Regions from separate parts of the Sus scrofa genome. Here region 1 is linked to region 2. A link is a contact called in public Hi-C data. All regions are on one chromosome and are shown on one strand. Each heading gives the region's core, a stretch centred on a gene start, on an enhancer-like site or on the middle of the called end of the contact. The rest is flanking DNA. Distances are from core to core; before and after follow the strand shown.

The links. Hi-C and Micro-C count contacts between places; a contact is called where the count stands out from the background.
Region 1: a contact with region 2 is called in a Hi-C map of liver, with 4 times the contacts expected there. The contact joins the promoter of APEH here to the promoter of GMPPB in region 2. A contact is called at or near these places in 5 of 47 Hi-C or Micro-C datasets (epiblast stem cells, heart right ventricle, liver and 2 more) and 1 of 2 datasets of contacts at active chromatin or transcription factors (alveolar macrophages).

Annotation. Positions count from the first base shown.
Region 1 is chr13:32,201,358-32,207,188 of Sscrofa11.1, forward strand. It overlaps APEH (acylaminoacyl-peptide hydrolase), which reads left to right and starts at 4,510. Exons shown (of 22, transcript NM_213923.1): 1 at 4,510-4,530; 2 at 4,606-4,738; 3 at 5,224-5,350; 4 at 5,718-5,811. The coding sequence starts at 4,519. BSN (protein bassoon) reads left to right here. Exons shown (of 12, transcript XM_021068762.1): 12 at 1-2,104.
Region 2 is chr13:32,248,500-32,255,340 of Sscrofa11.1, forward strand. It overlaps GMPPB (GDP-mannose pyrophosphorylase B), which reads right to left and starts at 4,656. Exons shown (of 10, transcript NM_001244541.1): 1 at 4,531-4,656; 2 at 4,298-4,434; 3 at 4,092-4,172; 4 at 3,953-4,001; 5 at 3,672-3,814; 6 at 3,309-3,467; 7 at 3,144-3,222; 8 at 2,942-3,069; 9 at 2,676-2,858; 10 at 2,213-2,597. The coding sequence starts at 4,426. The coding sequence ends at 2,466. IP6K1 (inositol hexakisphosphate kinase 1) reads right to left here. Exons shown (of 5, transcript XM_021068778.1): 5 at 5,016-6,841. RNF123 (E3 ubiquitin-protein ligase RNF123) reads left to right here. Exons shown (of 39, transcript XM_021068771.1): 36 at 1,196-1,338; 37 at 1,487-1,581; 38 at 1,705-1,790; 39 at 1,877-2,243. The coding sequence ends at 1,997.

The DNA of each region.
Region 1 (5,831 bases), core at 3,260-5,759, 47 kb before region 2:
TGTGTGTGTGAACATTCGGAAGATTTGCTGTGGCTGCCTCTTCCCAGCAGGGCACTGCTCAAGGGCAGAGCTGGGCCGTGTCTGTAGCCAGAGAGGCTAAGGGCAGGGCCTGGCCGTGTCCTAAGACCCGAGCTCATGACTGCACCTGCTCCATACCTCTCCTCTGTGGCTGGGGCCAGGGGGCCAGAGGGTTCTCAGGAAGAGCTGGACCTTTGGCATTTAGGGCAAGGACAGCTGACAGTGTCATCTTTAATCAGAGTGGGTGTTTACATAGGCAGTGGCTTCAAGCTGAGCTTCTTGAGAAGCTTCTTAATAACAAAACTTACAGAAGGTTCTATTGTGACACTCTCTGCATCTGTCCCCAGGACCTAAACTCCCTACCAGCCCCCATTTCTGAAGCCTCAGTATCCCACTGCTCATCAGCTTCTCCACAACTGAGCTGAGAGTGCGGCAGGCAGCAGCTGCCTGATCCCTCCAGGCTTGGCCTCCTTCCAGAGTGCTCTGGTTTGCACTATGCATTTCTCAGGGGTCCACATTTCTCATGCTTTCCTATAAGGTCTACAAACTCCTTCAGAGAGGGATCCTAGCCCAGCTCTGGCAGCTGTGGATGAGATAGGAAGCTATAAACCCCTGTGTTGGGCCCCAGGCCCTGCCCTTCTGGATTTGGGCTTTACCCATCTAGTGGAACACTTGCCTCATCCCAGAAATCAGGCCTGGGCCGTATGAGGCCATCTGTGCAAGGGCTGGGGGAGGCCACCATCCAACACCTCTGACCACCTGGGCCAGATCTTTGTGGGGATTATGCCTGGTGGCTGGATACATGAGCAACTAAGGCAGTGATCCTTCCTACAGAAGGCCAAGGAATGGGACCAGGAGCAGGGAACAGGCAGGAAGATGACAGCAGGTCAGCCTCCATCAAGCCTAGTTTCAGGCTCTCAAAAGTTGGCTTTTCAGCTAATCTCCTTTCTGGCCAAGTTCTCTTGAAATTTCTGACATCTGCCACTCCCCACCTCCTAACATACCCACAGAACACATCTGTACCCATCACCCCTTGTGAAGGTGGCTGGAGCAGGCCTCTGGGCCACAGGTGTCCTGGCCCTTGTGTAGTTACAGCTATGGCTCTGGGGGCCAGAGGCTGAGAGACCAGCAGTGGTGCCTTGGGCACTGGGGAGCACCGAACACATCTCCACATGGGCAAGGGGGCTTCTAGGATACAGTCGAGGCCTTCTCTACAGCCCCCCTCCTCCAGTGTCATGAGCAAGGGCACTACCTCTTCTGTCTTCTTTGGGGCCCAGTGCATTTATAGTGACATCCCTGCTTCCCACCATCCACTTAGTCCTTAGGAAGAGAGTGTGGTCTCAGGGCCAATGATAAAGAGGGCAGCAGTGGCAGCAACTATGACCTGTCTTCTGTAGCCTGTGGGGAGTTTCCCAAGGCAGATCCTTTGCCATGGCAGCATGGTCCTGGCCTGTTGGCCCCTTGGCCTCATACCCCTTCCCCCATTCTGTAAATACTTATCATCGTATACTCCAACAGGGTCAGAGGGACAGCCTTGATCAACTGAAAGGCCTCAGAGATAACATTTCTGTCTCCCTGGGTACCAGCAGCTCTGCTGCCAATGTGCACTGGGGTGAACTGGAGAGCCATGGAAGTTGTGAGATAATTTTGTGTGTATGCATGTGAACAAGTGTGTGAGTGTGTATGTATGAGCGTGTCTGCCTCATTCAGCCTCTGGGATCAAATCAGCTCCTTCTCTCTAAGTGCAGTGCCCTGGAGAGTGGTGGCCGCCCAACGCCTTTCCTCTGCTAGCTTCCATGTCTTGTTTTTGCTTTCCCCTCACTCCTTCCCTGCCTCCCTTCTTTCCTCTCTCCCTTTCTTTCCTTCCCTCCTTCTTTATTTGAGGGGGGAAGAGTGCTGTACAAAGTCAAACAAACAAGTTTACAGTTGTAAGTGCAATGACCCAAGTCCTCCACATGACCTTGTGAATTGTGTGCCGTCCTCCTGTGCTCTGTGAGAACTCGTGGTACTTCAGTGTCCCTCCCCCTGTATTGTGACAAGGTAATTCTGTGGTATCAGAATAAAAGGACTTGATATAAACAACCTACATACTGTCTCTGGGATGGTTTCTGAAACAGGAGGGTGTAGCCAGAGGAACAGAGCCTGTCTGTTCACAGTTAAAGGGAAAAGAGTAAAAAGGCGAAGATGCAGACGGGCTGGCAAGGCTAGGGCTGAGTTCACACCAATCTGTCCAAAAACAATGGGCCCCTCCACAAAGGCGCCCCAGGGCAAGTTTAATGTTTGGGCCTGGAGGGAGCAGTTAGCTTACTGAGCAGACTGTCGCGGGAAGGTGCCTGCACAGCTTGCGTGTGTCTAGGCTGCACAAGCAGCTTTCCCAGGCCTGGTTCCCAGGAGGCAAATGAGCATGTGCTGCCCTCTGGTGCTGCCAACAAGCCCTACACCTTGAGGCACTGCCTTGTATCCACTCCAGTCCCCAAACTCTTGATGGCTGCTAATCTTAGTCCTTCCACAGAACAGAAATGGGTCCTCACCAAAGTTACCCAGAGTTGCTTGAAATTTTTAAAAACACAGATAAATGAAAAGAAGCCTCATCTCTGGCCTTCCTCCAGGTTAGTATCTTGATGTTTATCCTTCCTTCCTGTTTGTGTTTCTCTTGTTTTAAACAAAAGTCGGAAAGTTGGGCTTCCCTTTGTGGCTCAGCGGTTGACAAACCCAACTAGTATCCATGAGGACGTGGGTTTGATAACTGGCCTCGCTCAGTGGGTTAAGGACCTGGCTTTGCCGTGAGCTGTGGTGTAGATTGCGGACGCAGCTCAGATCTGGCATTGCTATGCCTGTGTCGCAGGCCAGCAGCTGTAGCTCCAGTTGGACCCCTAGCCTAGGAACCTTCATATGCTGTGGGTGCAACCCTAAAAAGACCCCCCCCAAAAAAGAGGAAAAGTAGTACAACATCTTTTGTTTATCTCTAACCATTCATTCCAGATATTTAAATGTTCATCCTCCAGTGCCTGGGCTCCAGAGGGCTGCACCGTGAATTTACAGCCAGTCTACTGCACATGTTCTCAAGGACAGGCACCGTGTTCCCAGTTTTCCTGTTATAAACAACAACTGTAATGAACATCCTAATTTCCAACTTTCCACCCAGGTTGGTGGCTGGGGCAACTCTATCTGCTCCCAGTTCTGGCCTTAACAGTCCTGCACACACTGGATGCTCACAAATGCAGGTGGCCCCAGAAAGTGGAAACTGTTTTTACTTAACTAGCCCGACGTGGTTGATGGGGAAGGGGAAGCTGCAGGCCAATCTCAGTCAAAAGCAAAGCAGGGCGCAGGGAGCCAGGCCCCTGAGGTGTGGAAGACCATCCAGGTGCAAGGTATATGGAAGAGGGGACATCGCTGCTGGCCTGACAGCTGGCCAGCCTCTCCTGCCCTCTTGAGCCATCATAAGCCCAGCCCAGTACTGCTGTCCTGAGGGAACCTGCCTGTCCAGGTTTTTCTTTCCACAGGAAGTGCTCTGGTTCTGGGTGGAGCCTGACCCCACCAGGCCCTTTGCACTCAAGAGCTTGGCCTGAGGCCTGGGAAGGCAGACAGAGGCCCACCAGTTCATGATCCCCAGCAAAGTGCCACTGAGCGGGTGGGTGAGGGCTGCAGGAGCAGATAGCTTAAGAGGTAGGCGCGGTGGCTGATAAAACCAGGCAACACCCTGCGAATTTGGCACCCGCCTTTCGTTGCCCAACACCCTAGAACTCTGCGAGCTATGTCAGGAGCGCACCTCTGTCCTTTCTCATTGGCCTGGGAGCCCCTCCAGAGCAGGGCCTGGCACCTCCTGGTGAATGTCTGCCTTCTAATGGACCAGGAGGACCCAACAGTCAGTTCCTGGCTGCGGGAGATCCCTGCTGGAGATAGCTTCGATCTGGCTTCAGCTCAGGCCCCATTCCTCACCTCTCCTTTTCTGGACTTCACCCGGGCTAGGCTCAGCCCCGCCCGGCCGCACCGCCTCTCTGCAGAGCCTTCGGTCCTCCGCCGCCCTCTCAGTCCCCGCCCCCCGAATGCTTAGGGCTCACCCCCGTCAGGCCTCACCCCCCACCTCCCTTGGGCCCTGTCTTTCCTCACAGACCTCGCCCCTCCCCAAAGATATGCGCCTTTATTCCGTTTCCACAGCACCATCCCCTCTCCTCACCAAGTAACTGGCCGGGGCTTGGCCCACACAGCCCGCCTCTCACCAGCCTGGCCTGCCGGGAAAGGACCGCTCCTTTCCCCAAGGTTCCCGCCCCTCCCATCCAGGACTCCTGCAGCCGCGGTTCCCACTTCTGCCCCACAGGCCCCACCTCCTTACCATCTAGGCCCCGCCCCTCGGGTAACGGTTCCGGCCCATTCGTAGAAGGTTCCGCCCCTCTCAAGGCAAGGTCCGGGTGGCAGGGCTGGGCCGCTGCGGGCTCCGCCCCCTGAGCTCACTTCCGGGCGCCAGCACTGACTGCCTAGCCCCGGCGCCCCAGAGCAACCATGGAGCGGCAGGTGAGGGATCGGCCCGCGGTTCCTGTGGTCTTTGCAACCCGGGCTGTGCCTGACCCTGCTGTGTCCCCTGCGCAGGTGCTGCTGAGCGAGCCCGAAGAGGCGGCGGCGCTGTACCGGGGCCTTAGCCGCCAGCCCGCGCTGAGCGCCGCCTGCCTGGGCCCAGAGGTCACCACGCAGTACGGGGGTCGCTACCGGACTGTGCACACTGGTGTGTGTATGGCGGGGAATCGGTGGCGGGCCTATTCCGGGGCCGTGCACTCGGGTGGAGAGGAGGGGGATGTGCAGGGCTCGCTGCCTGACAGTGCTCACGAGTTTGTGGAAGACCGGGCTTGGAGGGTGTGGGTGTGGAAGGGTGCATCCCCCAGCCGTGCACACAGGTGTATAGGGGGTGTTCTGGAATGTTGCCCATGAGTGCAGAGTGTGGGTCTTGTAGGGGTCACCCACCCCCATCATCCCATACTGTACCCCCCCTCAAGGTCCTAGGGCGGATGCCAGGAGCGGTAGTGGTTTCTCTCCAAGATGTCAGCTCAGGCTCCGGTGACCTAAACTTGAGTTGTAGCCAAGTGTTGCCCATCCTGCCCCCAGAATATCTGGAGTCAGATTGGGGAGGTGGGCTGGACCTTCCTCTGGGCGGGGTAGGGGAGCCTGTGCTGGGACTGGCCAAATTGAGCAGTCTCATGCCTCTCCTCGCAGAGTGGACCCAGAGGGACCTGGAACGCATGGAGAACATCCGATTCTGCCGCCAGTACCTGGTGTTCCATGATGGGGACTCAGTGGTGTTTGCAGGGCCTGCAGGCAACAGTGTGGAGACCCGGGGGGAGTAAGTTTGAGGAAGGAAGCTTGTGGGCAAGGCCACAGCCATCTGCAAGCCTTTTATGAATACCCACCGTGTGCCTTGGTGTGGGGAGGGCCCAGAAAGGAAGCCAGGAGCTTGTTTTTTGCCACTAGGAGCTCTAGAGACATGGTCATAAGCACTGGAGACTTGCTTCTGACGGGCCAGGACCGGAGCCCCTGCTCCAGGGAGGGGAGGCAAGGCATCTGCCATGGTAGGACTAGAAGGGCTGCAGGGACGCATGTGGGCCACAGCCTCAAGAATCTTGTCTAAGAGGTTACAGCCAGTAAGGGGATAGGATGGGCTATCACTGGGTGGGAGGTAGTCCTGATGCGTTATCCTGTGTCCTCCTCAGGCTGCTGAGCAGAGAGTCTCCTTCAGGCACCATGAAAGCCGTGCTGCGCAAGGCTGGAGGCACGGGCACTGCGGAGGAGAAGCAGTTTTTGGAGGTAAGTCTGTGTGGGACCGG
Region 2 (6,841 bases), core at 3,406-5,905:
AGAGACGACTGAGTGTGTCCAGCCCTCGGAAGGCATGCTCGTCCAAGTGCACTAGGCGGTTATTGAACAGAAATAGCATCTCTAGTGCCCCCAGCCCATCGAGGTCGTTGCGGCCAAGCGCCCGCAGGGCGTTAGATGATAAATCGAGCAGCCGCAGGCTGCTGGCATTGGTGAAAACTCCGCGACCTAGCACTTCTAGCTCGTTGTGATTTAAACGCAGGGCGCGGAGCCGGGCAAGGGGGGCCAACCAACCGGGGTGCAGGCGCTGGAGCGCATTGTGGCTCAGGTCGAGGTCTGCGGCTGCGGCTGGTAATGCAACCGGCACGTCCTGGAGCCCCAGGCCAGCGCAGCTCAGCAGGTCGGCAGCACAGACACATTTGTAGGGGCAGTTATGGGGTGCAGGGGGCAGGAAGCCCTCGGAGTCCAGGGTGCCTAACCCAATGCGCAGCATGCACAGCAGTGTGCCCTGCAGTAGCAGCCGGGCCATGTCGGCCACTGCTAGAGATGGGACAGGGCGGTTCCGAGCAGGGAGCAGCTCCGAGACTCACCCACTTAGGCTCTGGCGGGGCGCTGAACAAGGGATAGACAGAGGCGGGATGCAGGCTCCACCTCACAAGGCCAGCGGCTCCAGCTTGCAGGTTCCAGGTTTTGAGTTGTGAGCTAGGGCCACACTTGGCTCATCACTCCCTTCCTGGGCTTCCCCGGCTTTCTGCCTTCCTGAGCGCTCAGCTTCTAAATACTCTTCCCCTGAAGGCGCTTGCTCTGGGGGCGGAGCCTCAGGCTCGCATTGGCTCCCGTTGGAGGGGCGGGGCAGCGCCAACCCCGGGCGGTTTATGGGCCCTAGCGCGACCGCCAGACAGGGGGCGCCATTCTGGCCCCAGTGGTCCAGCCTGCGCTTGACTGGTGACTTTCCACAGCGCCCATCTTCCGGAAGAGTAGAAGGGGAAGCCTGGGAAGAACACCTTTGAGCCACAATGTCCTTTATTTGTTTTCTTTAAACGGTTAAACTGTGTGACCCTTTCCTGCGATGTAGGACTTATGGGGAGGGATTGGAGAGAAGCAGAGTGATGAGGTGGAATGAAGGGGGCAATAGTGCCAAGTGGGCAGGATTGTCACACACTTCCCACCCCTCCAATAAAAAGCGATTTCAGACAGACCCAACTTTCTGACAACCTCTACACCCTCTCCCACCTAGGATAGAGAGAGCCACATCAGTGCTCCTGGCTGATCCCTGCTTCCAGCTCCGCTCTATATGCTATCTCCTGGGGCAGTCAGAGCCCCCTACTCCTGGCACTGCCCTATCTGCCCCTGACCGGAAGCACTTTTCCCTACAGAGCTGTGAGTTGGTTGGGGGTGGGTCAGGGAAGAGGGGGATTTGGGGCTGGGTCAGGTCACTGGTCTTAAGAGCAAATTCCCAAGCTGGAATTACTCAAAAGGCCCTGGGTCTTAGGGCCATATTTTACTGACGCCTCCTGCCACCCTCTAGACACAGATTACATCAGTGTTGAGGAGCTGGCCCAGGTGGAACAGATGCTGGCACACCTGACCACTGCATCTGCCCAGGCAGCAGCTGCCTCTCTGGTGAGTGGGGCCACAGCACCCAGGTTCACATCCCTCAAATACGTATCAGCACAGCTGTGTGCAGTGTACTGCCAGTTGTCTAGGCATCCAACCTCAGCCCACCCTGCACCCTGCTCCCTGCAGCCCACCAGTGAGGAAGACCTCTGCCCCATCTGCTATGCTCACCCCATTTCTGCTGTGTTCCAGCCCTGTGGCCACAAGTCCTGCAAGTAAGCGGGCCCCATGGGAACAGGGGGCTGGGCAGGGGAGTAGCAGGGATACACAGACCACCCTCATGCCCTCCCCTGCTATATAGAGCCTGCATTAACCAGCACCTGATGAACAACAAGGATTGCTTCTTTTGCAAAGCCACCATTGTGTCTGTAGAGGACTGGGACAAGGCAGCCAATGCAAGTGCCACTTCCTCTGCTGCCTAGACCCACCTCACCCACAGAACAGGAACCTTCACCCTTGAAGTCAAACTCAGGCTGGGTCCTATTTATGAGCTCCCCTTGCCCTGTCTCCCAAAGCTCGTACCCACCCACCCACCCCGCCCCGGCCCCCGCCCTCAACCTTCTTGTCTGTGTGTAACCTTGTTGGCAGGAGCCCAGCCTTGCCCTAATTGTGCCTGAGCTTGACTTTCAGTCAGGGCCACAATGAGCATTAAATTATTATTCCATACAGTTCTTGCTTGGCCCTTCTTGAGGGAGTGGGCTTTGTGGGGGATACCTAGTGAGAATCCTGCCAGGTGATGTCCATGGGAGAAGGCAGGTGTCCAATAGCTTCACCCTTGTCCAATCCTCCCCTGCCAAATGGCAGTGAGTCCAGGGCTTTCTGATGTGTTGAGCTAGTGTTCCCTCTGGTGGTGGGGAGAGGGGGTGCTCAGCCAGCCCCACAGCATCCCTTCACATGATGATTCGAGGCTCCGGAACCGACTCACCAATAGATTTGTGGGGCAGCACACTGGCCCCGTTAAGGTAGAGCTCATCATTAACTATGACGTCCTCGCCCAGCACTGTCACATTCTCCATGCGCACCTTGGGGGGAGGGGCCAGGCCTTGTCAGCAAGATGGGCATTCCCACCCCTTCCCATCTGGCCCAGCCCAGAGTCTTACCCATTGGCCCACTCGGCAGCGCCAGCCTACAATGCAGGACTCAAGCCAGGAGTGGGAGCGGATGTGGGCATCTCGCAGCACTGTGCACCGCCGGATACACACGCCATCCTCCACCACTACACCAGGACCCAGGCTCACATTGGGGCCAATGCTGCAGTTCTTGCCAATGCGGGCACTTGGGTCCTGAGGATAGTGGGGAAAATACAATTGAGCCATTTATCCCCTGAGATTGAGGAGGCTGATAATGGGCTGGGGAAGGGTCTCACCACTAGCACGTTGCCCACAATGCCAGGACCTGAGCACAGTTGCTCAGGTTGCTTCTGTCGCAATGATTGCAGGAAGAGGCACATGCCTGTGAGGAAATCCTTGGGCTGCCCAATGTCCATCCAGAAGCCTATAGGGAGAGAATGCATCAGGGAGCTCAGCCCAGCCACAGACCACCCCAACCCTGTGGCCTCTCTGCCTCACCCTGCAACTCCATGGCATAGAGCTGCCCCTCCTTGGCCATGACCGGGAAGATCTCCTTCTCAATGGACGTGGGCTGCAGCTGTGGGAGTGGGCAGCTCATGAGCAGGGTCATGGCAGTGGTGGCCTGCCCTACCCCGGCCCACCCAGCAGCAGGCTTCTACACACCTGGATGCGCTGCAGCACTGCAGGGCTCAGGATGTACATGCCTGCATTGATCTTGTTGGACACAAACACCTGTGGCTTCTCCACGAACCGGTGAATACGGCCTGTATCAGCCTCACACACCACCACACCATACTTAGAGGGCTCCTCCACTTTGGTCACCTGAGTGCAGGGGGACCTCAGACCTAGTCCAGGGCTCCTGAGTCTTGAGGTACATGGTGTCTTATATCTGGGATTGTGCCCCCAGATGCATAAAGGCACATACTGCATGGTTCTGCACCCAAAACATTGGGGCAATTCAAAGCTGGGAGGTGAGAGAGGCTGGGGTGGGGTGGGTTATCGGAGAAGAAAGACCTGTTTCCTTACCAGAATGGAGCCCTCTTGGCCATGGTGGCGGTGGAACTGCACCATGGCTTGGAAGGGAAAATCGCAGATCACATCACTGTTCAGAACAAAAAAAGGCTCCGCAGTCTCAGAGAGCAGGTCACGGGCCAGTGCCAGGGGTCCAGCTGGGGAAGAGCAAGAGGTCACCATCATCTTCCAGGTCTGAGCCTCTGGACCCAGGCTCAGCAAGCCCCATGCAGACAGAGTCTTGCCCCTCTCCTGGCCCTAAACCCTCCCCAAGGAACCTTCTTGTCTCTACTGACCTGTTCCCAAAGGCTCCTCTTCATGGGACATGGAGATTCGGATTCCTAGCTGGAAGGAAGAAGGCCCCGTTAGGTTTCTCCTACTAGGGTGGGAAGCTGAGCGGGGACCAAGGGAAAAAGCCAAGAATCCGTGCCTCACCCTTTGCTCCTGTGCTTTCATTTCCTTCTCCAACATCTGAGACATATAGCTCACGGCCAGAATCACGTGATCCACGCCTGCCTGTGGGAATGAACAGTGCCGGCCTTCAGGCGGGCTCAGCCGAAGGCACAGGGATCCCTGCCCTCCTGTCGCTGGCCGTCCCTCACCCTGCCAAATCCCACCAAGACCCCGTCCCTGGGCCTTACCGAGGCCAGCGCCTCCACTTGATGCAGCAAAATGGGCTTATTGCAGAAATCCACCAGCGGCTTCGGTATGCTTAGCGTCAGCGGCCGCAGGCGCGTCCCGTAGCCACCCACCAGGATCAGTGCCTTCATTGCGCCTGCTGGAGGCCAGAGTGAGTCCCGGGCTCCGAGGTGTCCGCGGCCCGCCCAGCCGACCCCTATGACACCCTCCCGCTCCCTTCACGCTCCAGACTGACCAACTCTTGTTCTGCCTTGTCCGCCCAGTCCGCGTCGACGCTAAGTCCAAGTCAGCGGCAAGCTAGTACGCGACGCCGAAGCGAGAGCAGCGAGCTGCCAACTCTGGCTGGCGTCCGCCAGTGTATGACGGGAGCCCGGGCGGGCCAATCAGCTGCGGCATACGTGGCACGGCCATCGGCGTCGGGTCGCCGCGACGCGGTATTCCGGCAGACTCAGCCAATGAGAGCGGAGCGCGCCTGGCTGCCATGGCGACCGGGACCGGATCCGCGGGTCGGCTTGCCATTGGCGGATCCAAAGGCGGAGCTCGCGCCGCAGGCGAGGCTTCCGTCCTCTCGGGCCCAGGTCAGCCGCACCCCAGCCGCTTCCGGCCCCGCCCTGCCGGAGGAACTGGGGCGGGGCCGAGGGCGCGAGGAGGCCGGGCTGGGCTAGGCCAGTCCACCCCGAGTTTCTGGGTTTGTTTTTTTTTCAAAGACACGGACACGCCTCAGTTTCTAGCGGCTTTATTTTGACATACACGACCTCAGACACAAGCGGGGCGGGCAGCGCTAGGTGTACGGAAAGGGGCAGGTTCGGCCCAAGGCTCGAGCACCCCCTCTCCCGCGCTCAAGGTCCCAAGAAAAAGCAACCGCGCCCGGACACGGCCGGAGCCAAGTGTAGTATCCGGGTGCAGGGCTCGGGCAGCGTGGACAGGCTTAGGCAGCTTCCAGCAAAGTGGAGCAGAGAGTGGTCCTCGAGGCCAGGCCTTACAGTTCCCGGAGAAGCAAAGGAACCAGGACCTTCCCAGGATTCTCCCAAATTTTTTCCACTAAAACATTAAATCTGCACAAAGACCAAATTGAACAGCTCTAAAGTTCAAAGCATTCTGCATCTAGGAGTGTGCACATGGCCAGCCGTGAGCAAGTGAGCAGCAGCTACATAACTAGCTCAGGCCTTTGGCCCCTTAGGAGAAACCCCACGCCCACTGCACAGGACCGGACATGAGAGGGGTGGGGTCCCCAGCATGTTGCTACACTGGTCCCCTTTCTTTTAAGCACCGCCCATCCCACCCCGCTAGGGGGCTGGTGTCGACTTGGCCCAGGGAAGCACTACACAGAGGGGTCGCTTGAGCGCCCCAACCAGTGATCCCGTCTTGCACTTTGGTCCCAAGTTGGGGCTGGGGAAACAGGGCCTGGCAGGGACAGGGCTCTCTGGCATGGAGCAGGGCAAAATAGTGGCAAACAGCATGTGCAGATGCGCATGCCCACCACTCAACAGATAACAAGGCTGGGTCTCCCAAGTGTTTAAAAGTGCTGAAAGAAGGAGGGACCCTGCCCTGCGGGAGAAGCAGCAGATCCCAGCCCTGCTCTTCTCAATGCCAGGAAAACGCTGACTATAAGTGGGTACAGCCTCTCGTGATGAAGAGCAGAATGGGGGCAGCATCTGCTCCCAAAATATAGGAACTCAGGAGGTACAGCACATCCCCAGGCTGGAGAGGTTCCAACAAGGGGGTCCCAGCTGGCCCCCAAACCTTTGTCTTGGCCTCTGCCCTGCCAAGAAATGACTATCCACACTAATGAAGAGCTACTGCCCCTATGGCTGAAGCCACAAAATAGTACAAGAGAAAAGACGGTCATTACTAATCAGAAACAGGCAAGCTGCCCCCTCCTAGCCCCAAGAAATGGGAACCTGCCCACCAATGGCACCAGAATCAGAAGGCCGAGAGAGATGGGATCCCATCTAGGAGCCCATTTAAGATGAGTGAGGCTGCATATCTATGGACCATGAAATTAGTCCATTACTTACCAAAGCTTCTTACAGACACAGGCTGGCAGGCTTACCTCTAATGCCCAAATAGGGACATGCCACAAGTGACAATGACAGTGGCCCTAGGCTTGGAGGTTAGGGCACTAACCTTGGCAATGGCTAAGTGCAAGCAGTGCCACCTCCTGACCGCATGTTTTAGAGGTAGCAAGCCTCTGTGCCATTCAGGGCTGGCAGCAAAAATTACTAAAACCGTGGGAAAGGAAGGGGTCACCCCTTGGGCCTTCACTGTGCCACTGTCACTGTTGAGTGCTGAGGGGACCACACTCAATGCTCACAGAGAGGGTACTGGGCCAGCAGGGAAATACCTCCTCCAATTCATTCTGCTACCAGTTTTTTATAAAAAGGTAGCACCTGCTGAGGAAGGGCACAGGGGCAAAAGCTCACCTCAGAAATGGTAATGAGAATATCTTGCTGAGGGGAAGTGTGAAGGAAATCAATATTTACTAATGAACAAGGCTATACCCCCAGGGAAAGATCCCAAGAGACAGGGGCTGACAGATGGACAAA